Regions from separate parts of the Mus musculus genome. Here region 1 is linked to region 2. A link is a contact called in public promoter capture Hi-C data. All regions are on one chromosome and are shown on one strand. Each heading gives the region's core, a stretch centred on a gene start, on an enhancer-like site or on the middle of the called end of the contact. The rest is flanking DNA. Distances are from core to core; before and after follow the strand shown.

Evidence for each region. Promoter capture Hi-C pulls out the DNA fragments that hold promoters and counts their contacts.
Region 1: a promoter capture Hi-C map of hippocampal neurons shows a contact between it and region 2, with 10 times the contacts expected there. The contact joins the promoter of Stpg2 here to the promoter of 4930425O10Rik in region 2. A contact is called at or near these places in 8 of 39 promoter capture datasets (the HPC-7 cell line, cranial neural crest, embryonic stem cells and 5 more), 1 of 15 datasets of contacts at CTCF or cohesin (pro-B cells), 5 of 484 Hi-C or Micro-C datasets (LSK cells, cerebellar granule neurons, cerebellum and 2 more), 2 of 115 datasets of contacts at active chromatin or transcription factors (astrocytes and embryonic basal ganglia) and 1 of 9 other capture datasets (macrophages).

The regions. Positions count from the first base shown.
Region 1 is chr3:139,203,344-139,207,730 of GRCm38.p6, reverse strand. Stpg2 (sperm tail PG rich repeat containing 2) reads right to left here and starts at 1,838. Exons shown (of 14, transcript NM_198659.2): 1 at 1,724-1,838. The coding sequence starts at 1,832.
Region 2 is chr3:138,724,714-138,729,003 of GRCm38.p6, reverse strand. 4930425O10Rik (RIKEN cDNA 4930425O10 gene) reads left to right here and starts at 2,020. Exons shown (of 4, transcript NR_040545.1): 1 at 2,020-2,142.

The sequences.
Region 1 (4,387 bases), core at 589-3,088, 480 kb before region 2:
ACACACTGGGCACATGGTGCAAAAGAACAGAAGTGACAAAAAATGATCTTAAGAATATTATCAAGTTAGAATGGCTGAACTGTAGGTCATGTGTAGGAGCATGTACAGGTGTTTGGAAAGATCAGACTAAATGGAACACAAGACCGGGGGTGATAACAAAAAAGAATTCTACTACCATTGATGAGTTTAGATTTTTTAACCCTGCCGTTAACAAAAATAAATATATTTTTTGTTTTTCAAATAATGTATGTTTTTTAAACATACTACTAAACACAAAATGAAAGATAAAATTATGACACTGAGACAGAAACAACATGCTACTGATTTAATTGAGAAAAAATAAATTGGATTGTATTAAATTGGGTAGCTATGAACAAAGGGGAAGAATTTCTGAGAGATTGTGAACATTTAACCAATGGTCTTAAAGGCCAAGAGAAATGGCCAGGCAAAAAAAGTAAGCTAGAGTTCTAAAGCTTAGACCAGCCATGCAAGGATGTCTGTAAAGTGACTGACAACGACGCAGACTTTAAGCCTGTGGGAAACTTAGAGACATAAACCACCTCTATCTCTATAAAGAATTTCACTTGGGAGTGGCTGGATATAAATGGTGATTGAAGTAACAGATATGAATAAGAGAGTACAATGAGCAAAGCAACAAGAACAAGATGTAAAGCTAAGTATCTTATAAATTTAGCTGTGCATGATTAGTGGGAAAAAAAGAAAAATAAAACATGATTCCTTGCTTCAGTACCGAATCATGTGTCAGGTACTGAACAGCAGGAAAAAAAATGAGACAGAAAGCAACAAAGAAAGTGGTCAGCTGTACCAAAATAAAGGTCAAAAAAAAAAGTTATGGGTGTGCAAAAGCATCATAGGTGTGCCCATTACAGATGGTCACTGGTAAACACAAGATGCTGGGGAATACATGCTTATACCATCTCAACAGTACTTGGCATAGGTACCAAAAATGCTGAGGACAGATGCTGAAAAGATGTAAAATTTGAGATCTGAAACGCAAACAGAATTTTACCATGTCCAGAGAAACTTAAACTAACCATAATGGAGCAGGGATGTAAACAGAGTACTCACTCCTGGAACTTTAAGGGGGCAGGAGGTATTTTATATCTACTGAAAAATGCAGGTTTACAAAAGAAACCACTAGAATTTGGGTGGTATTAAACTCAAACAAAAACAAAAACCAGAACTTTAAAAGCAGAGACCGAATTAGAAATATTTATTAAAAGTTGGACCTAATTCACAAACTGGGGGGGGGGGGGGGGGTGAGAAATGAAGAAAAGCAATTAACTACTTCAATTATTAGTCCCTAGGCCACCCCTGAAGGCTATAACTTTTCACAGAATGTAGAAAGAGGGTCTCAGTATAAAGCCAGGGATGGTCAGATAACTTCACTCCGGGGAGTGGGGGAGATTGGGGACGGGATCCAATTTGTAAGTGATAATACAGAATAGAAATGTAAACAATTACATCGTGGTAAATAAATCTGATTAAAGTGTGTGCAAAAGCAAGTATTGTGTTTCATACAGTCACAAACTTGTTATGTCATACAGTCAAGAGCCAAGGAATCAAAATCCTGGTTCTAGTATCGTCTCTACCTGCGACGTGTTACATTTCTGAACAGTGGTCCTTTTTGACTTTGTGTTTAACCTGAGGGCAGGCTGAAGGCGGGCCGTCTGTCACCGCAAGCTGGCCATCAGCATCTTACCTGTGGCCTGCTGCTTAGGAAAAGGTACCTGGTAGGTCCCAGGCCCCACGTGCTCCTCGGTGCTGCCGCGGTTGGCACAGTCGAGCCAGCGCGGAGCACGGTCATACATAGTGATGAGGGGCGGGGCCCACGGGACCGGAAACTAGACAGGCGGCCTGCGTCGTCCCTACACGCGGGACTAGAGTGCGAGCTGCGTGCTGACTGGCTCAGCGGCGTCAGCTTTCCCTCGGGTCCTCGGCACAGAGGTAAAGTGGCGAGGACAGCAGCCAGAGGACCCGCCCGCCAGCCCGCCAGCGTTCAATTCAGCGCTCACGGGTCACGCCAGAGACCGGGCTTAGCCGCCTGAACTTCCGGCTCTGGCTCCGCCCACTCCCCGCCTCCCGGAAACCTTGGAAGGGCAGAGGCCGGAAGGACTCGGGCCTGTAGGTGCACTTCCGGCACCGGCCTCGGAGCATTTCCGGTCGAGCGCTCAGAGCTCGGAGATGTCTTGTAGAGTCTGACGAAGCTCCCTGCGCTAGGCAGGGCGGTGCTGCACCTCAGCTCCACCTCAGCTCCGCCTCAACTCACCTGCTTCCTGTCCCAGAATACCTTCGCTGCGCAGAAAAGCCCTAGAAACGCACTAGAAGGAGGCGAATTAATTTGATTTTGATTTGCCTTCCCTGTAAATCAGGGTGACTGGAAAGACCCGGGGGGCGGGGCAGCGAGGCGGGGACAGGTGGAATAGAAAAGCTCGGGACCCCAAAACAGGGTTTGGGATCAGCAAAGTCCCCCTTCACTCCTGTCAAAAAGGCATCCTCTGAATAAAGTCACTACTGAATCTGACCTGCAGGCCATCAAGATTTCTAAAGGAAAGCTGGGAACGCAGAGGGTTGGGGGCGGGGGTGGGGGGGTGACAAGAAATGGCAACATCTGAAAAGGGGAAAGCTTGCCTACTGAAGCAAGTCAAGGGCAAGGGCTAAAAACTGCTTCTGGTGTTGGACACGGATAAATGGCAACATTGTCTACAAAGTAAGGTGAAGGCATCGAAAAAGCCCAAGCCACCCTCATCGATCCACTGAATCTTCAGCAACAGGCGCTGGAGAGTATCAGAATCCATCTATGTGTTTGGTTGGTTTTTTTCATTAAGAAATCCACACAGCTTCTAAACATCCTTAAAGGCTTAGGCCAGTGGTTCTCAACCTTCTGAATGCTGCAACCCTTTAATACGGTTTCTCAACTTGTAGTGGCCCCATACCATAAAATCATTTTCATTGCTACTTTATAACTTTGGTACTGTTAGGAAGCACAATGTAAGTATTTTTGGAGGTAGAAGTTTGCCAGTGGGGTTGTGACCCACAGGTAAAGAACCACTGGCTTAGGCAATCCTTCCATGGCCCTGCCTTACCCACAAAAGAGCTAGAGTGCCTCAGTCCCCAATACAAACTTAAATATATTTAAATTTTGTGATTCTTAGTTTGCTACTTAGTTCTGAATTAATTGTGGCATCTCTGTTAGAATACTCAAAAAGTATGTGTGTGTGGTTCCTAAGAATCTTTTGATGTCTTCTACTAAACAGCTGGATCATTACTTACTTGAAAAGAACTTATTGGCAAATGTATATAGTTCTCTTACTCTTCTAAGTTAACCTGGATACAAATAAAACTAAAGCCCCTGTCCCTGGGTAGGTCATGAATAGCCCAAGAAGGGGCAAGCAAGGTATACAGAATGGCAAGAGAATATCACAAGCACTTGGGAAACTTATTTGTAATGAAGTGTTTAACTTTCTTGTTAACCTTAATGCTTCCTACATTCTTATAAAACTCATAAGTAGCTGGGAAGTGGTGACACATGCCTTTAATCCTAGCACCCAGAAGGCAGAGGCAACAGATCTCTGTGAGTACCAGGCCATCCCAGTCTACCAAGTGAGTTCCAGGACAGCAAGGACTACACAGAGAATCCCTGTCTCAAAAAAGGAAACATAAGAGTTCTTGGTGGGGGTTTTTTGTTTGTTTGTTTTGTTTTTTGTTTGTTTGTTTTGCCTCATATATCTGGCAAGATCCCATTCAGAAGAACTAGAATGGATGTGCAATGACATACTAGAAAGAGTCACAGATAAAAGGATGGAAAATTGTGTCATTAAAAGTCATGTTTCCTTTAACAACCTATTGGACATTCCTTATATATCATTTGCTCTTGGTAATAAAAGCCAATATATCAATTCAGACAGCATGTTCATGCCAGAGTATAGCATTGATAGCCTGGTTGTGCTATAGCAGTAGGGTAGCTTGCCATTTGTCCAGAAATTGAAGAAAATACCTAGGTAGTGAGATAAAGGATTTATTCGAAATCTACCAACAGGGATGCTGGCAGGGGTGAGAGTGACCATGCTAACATTGAGTGTACAGAGGGATGGAGCACAGAGCGATGCTGTGCAGCTGAGTGTCCCCTTTCCACCAGCAGTAGTGTCCAGCTGCAGCAAGAGCATCTCACAGTGCTTTTCATTGCACCTGATGAACACAGGGAAAGGGACTTTGGAAATCAGACCACATAAGCAGTGATTTCATTGGCTTCCTAGACTGTTTTGTCCTTGCATGACCAGCATGCAAAGGAACTGCTGAATGGTCCTATAGATGGCAGGTTTCCTCTAAAGATAACCTAGTTGGCCATTGTTCCCATGATATATGA
Region 2 (4,290 bases), core at 771-3,270:
TCTGCTCCTGTATAAATCAGACAGAGAAGATGGGAGAGGCAGGAAGAAAATGTAAACAGCTGGGCAAATTCAATCCTGTGTTAAATATGAATTTTCAAATATTCCAGACTGAATATGTTAGTTGAATTATTCATTTTCTTGACTTCCGATTTTATTTTTAGTACTGCCGTGTGAACAAATCAGAGTCTGGAGACACAACTAGATGCCGAGATGGGCACCTGCGTGACGAGTTGCCACACAAAGTGGGTGCCCATGTGCTTCCTCATTTATATGAGGACAGAGTTGGGGACAGTTTCCACCCTGGCAGGTTTGCTGTTGGGTTCCCATAAATTAAAGATGGATGGCTGTCTTAGTTAGGGTTCCCATGGCTGTGATGAAGCACCATAACCAAAGCTTGCTCTTCCATATCACCGTTCATCATCAAAAGAAGTCAGAGCAAGAACTCAGGAACCTGGAGGCGGGAGCTGATGCAGAAGCCACGGAGGGGTGCTGCTTACTGACTTACTCCCCATGGCTTGCTCAGCCTACTTTACTATATAGACTATATACAAGTATATACATATATTTATAATATGTATTTATTATACATTATATAAATAGATTTATTATATATTTATCATAGAATATATATATTATATGAGGCTAGAGAGAGAGAGAAACTACTGGGCTAGGTAGCCCCACCAACAATGGGCTGGGCCCTCGGAAATCAAACACTATTTAAGAAAATGCCCTACTGACTTCCCTACAGCCTGATCTTATGGAGGCATTTTCTCAATTAAGGCTCCTTCCTCCCCAATGACTCTAGTTTGTGTCATTTAGACATATGATTAGGCAATGTTTCTTATGCCAGACATTTCCAAGGAGGTAAGTTGTAGCCAGGGGATGGCTTTGGTACCGTTAACAAGTATGCATGCAGGGCAGAAAGTTTATAGGTGGCAGATGACCTACTGTGGCTTCCTTTGACAGTGTCCTAGGATATGCAAAAGTCACTTAATGATTTTCTATTTCAATGATGAGCATACAGGTCTCAGTTCTTTTTCTCAAAGTGGACACACACACACACACACACACACACACACACACTAATTTCCATGGCCATTCTGCCGATAAAATTTCAATCACTAAAACTTTCCCTTTAAAACCAACAAGGCTTTTTATCTCCCCGCAAGGGCCAGATAACGATTGCGCAGGCCACTCGGAATTACCAAAGACACTGAAAGTGGAGCAGTGGAGATAAATGAGATCACTGTGGAAATGCTGCAGGATCCAGGGCAGTCCAGCCCTTCAGCTCTTTCCTCACTTGACCTTGGGGTGAAGCTGCGGTGGGTAATTCCATTCCCTGTGGGGAAGGACAGTGAATGACCAAGATGGACCCAGAGAGGAAGAGGCCACGCTATATGAAGAAGGAGAAACTGCGTGAGGATTTAGGAGACAGATCCTAACCACCTATACCGCCTTCATCAGTCAGTTCCCACTGGAAAAAACAAAACAAAACAATAACACTCTCCCTAATGTAAAGGATAAAGCTGGACTGAACCTGTAGGGAGAGATTCCGAAGGACCTTCCAAAGTATCTTCGTGAAGCACGTGGGAAACAGTGGGTTCTGGGATATGGGTCTTTAGATCTGCTTTTGTCGGCTCATAGACTGGGGCTTTGTCCTCTGGGATGTGCCTGATGCTAAGGGGAGTTGGAGAATCCCAGATGAAAACCTTTTCCATTTCCAGTTGTAACACCTCTCCAAAGGAAAAGATTGTCAGCTAAAGCAAACTGAAGATCTGTCAGAGCATTAACCAGAGAGCAAAAGAGGTGTCCAATGAAGAAATGTTTGGAATGTGCAAGTTATAGACACAGATGGGGCTCCAGCATAGGCATGGGGCACACTCACTCTGGCCTCACTCTTAAAGTGGTTCCAGTTCTTGTTGCCCAGCGGTACCACGGTGCAGCGGGGCCATCAGTGCAGTGGAACCACAGTGCATCGGGACCACAAGTGCATCGGGACCACAGTGCAGCAGGACCACCAGTGCAGCGGGACCACAGTGCTGCGGAACCACCAGTGCAACGGAACCACAGTGCATCGAGACCACAAGTGCATCGGGACCACAGTGCAGCGGGACCACCAGTGCAGCGGGACCACCAGCGCAGGTTTTGTTAAGAAGTAGCTTAATTTAGTTTTTAAAACTATTACACAAAAACTCAGAATTGCATATGAATGGGATTTTTGATGACTCTTTCTCTTACATCCCTAGTTCTATAAGAAGCTACCTTTTCCCCAGAAGCACACTTAGTTGCCTTGAACCACTTGCTGCTGGACGAGAACTTGGGCTCATTTTGTCTTAGGACTCTATGCTTTGCACAACAGCATGTGACCAGGGCCTCCATCCTAATTAGGTCTCAATTGATGTGATTAAAAAAAATGACCAAAAGCGTCTTAGAGGAAAGGTTTGTTTTGCTTACCCATTGAGATTATGTTCCATCACTAAGGGAAGCCAAGGCAGAAATTTAAGCAGAGCAGAATCCTGAGCAGGAACTGAAGCAGAGGCCGTGGAGGAGTTCTGCTTACTGGCTTGCTCTCCATGGCTTGCTCAGCCTGCTTTCTTTTACATCCCAGGACCACGTGACCAAAGGTGGCACTGCCCATAGTAGGCTAGGTCCTCCTTCATCAACCAGGAATCAAGAAAATGCTTCATAGGTTTGCCTGCAGGTCAGTTGAATAGACATCTTCTCATCTGAAGCTCTATCTACCCAGATGACCCTAGCTTGTGTGACATGGATAGTAACCTAACCAACACAGCTTCTGTCGGTTAGTCCCCTTAAAGTCACTCACTCTGCCTCATCCTCTGCAATGAAGTCACTCACTCTACCTCATCTATGTAACATGTCTCTTGCTTCCATCACTGGTGTAATGTATCCAGTTTCTTCATTTCACTGTGTTTCCATCCTCATTGTCTGATTCCCAGTCACATTGAGACTGTGTTTCCTTCTCTCAGGAATTACAGGCACAAACACAGTTGCAGGGACAGAGACCTGCATAGCAAGGTGGAAAGACCTCCAAGGAAGTAATGTTTAAATACTTAAATAAAATATAGCACAGAGTTAATAGCCTTGTCTAAAAGAAGAATGTTCTTGTAAAGGGGAACAGTAGAATATAAAGATGCTGGCTGTCTTAGTCAGGGTTTCTATTCCTGCACAAACATCATGACCAAGAAGCAAGTTGGGGAGGAAAGGGTTTATTGAGCTTACAATTCCATTCTGCTGTTTATCACCAAAGGAAGTCAGGACTGGAACTCAAGCAGGTCAGGAAGCAGGAGCTGATGCAGAGGCCATGGAGGGATGTTCTTTACTGGCTTGCTCTGGCTTGCTCAGCCTGCTCTCTTATAGAACCAAGACTGCCAGCCCAGAGATGGTCCCACCCACAAGGGGCCTTTCCCCCTTGATCACTAATTGAGAAAATGCCTTACAGTTTGATCTCATGGAGTCATTTCCTCAACTGAAGCTCCTTTCTCTGTGATAACTCCAGCTGTGTCAAGTTGACACAAAACTAGCCAGTATACTGGCTTAGGGCTAGGATTCCTGCCACCCAGAGCAAAGAATATATTGCTATTAGTACAGAGTGAGAGAATTAGGGACCAGATGGAGATGAAGGCAGGGGAGTGTGTGTCCGATCACATAGAGGCCTAATGACCATAAAAGGACTTGCAGTTCTGTTTTCAGTCTGATAAGTGAATTTGACCAGCTTAGGATGTACTCTTTTTGTTAAAAAAATGTAATTTGTTTTTTTGTAAAATGTTTTATTTGTAAAAACATCTGTCTGAAGCAAGTTGTATAGGCTGACACTATACTCTCAGTACTTGGAAGTAAAGACAGGAGGAACAGTAGCTCAAGGTCATCTTGGCTATATAACAAAGGTTAGCCTGGGCTACATGAAACCCTGATCTAAAAACCGGGTGGTGGCTGGAGAGATGATTCTGTGCTCCTAGAGCAAATGTGAATACATGACTGTAAACCTTCAGAACTCACATAAAAAGCAGGGCACAATCCCATTTGACCTAATGTGACCCCATGCGACTCCATGGGACCTCAAGTGACCTTATGGAACCCCATGGCTAGGTGAGGAGCAGTGCACTCCAGCTTCAGGCTCAGTGAGAGTTTGTCTTAAAGGAAGAGAATGACAGAGTGATGCCTGATGCTGTCTTCTCACCTATAATTTATGACTGGATCCATGTACATGTGTACACACACACACACACACTCACCTGTCTGATGGACAGGTCAGAGATGGTGAGAAAGGAA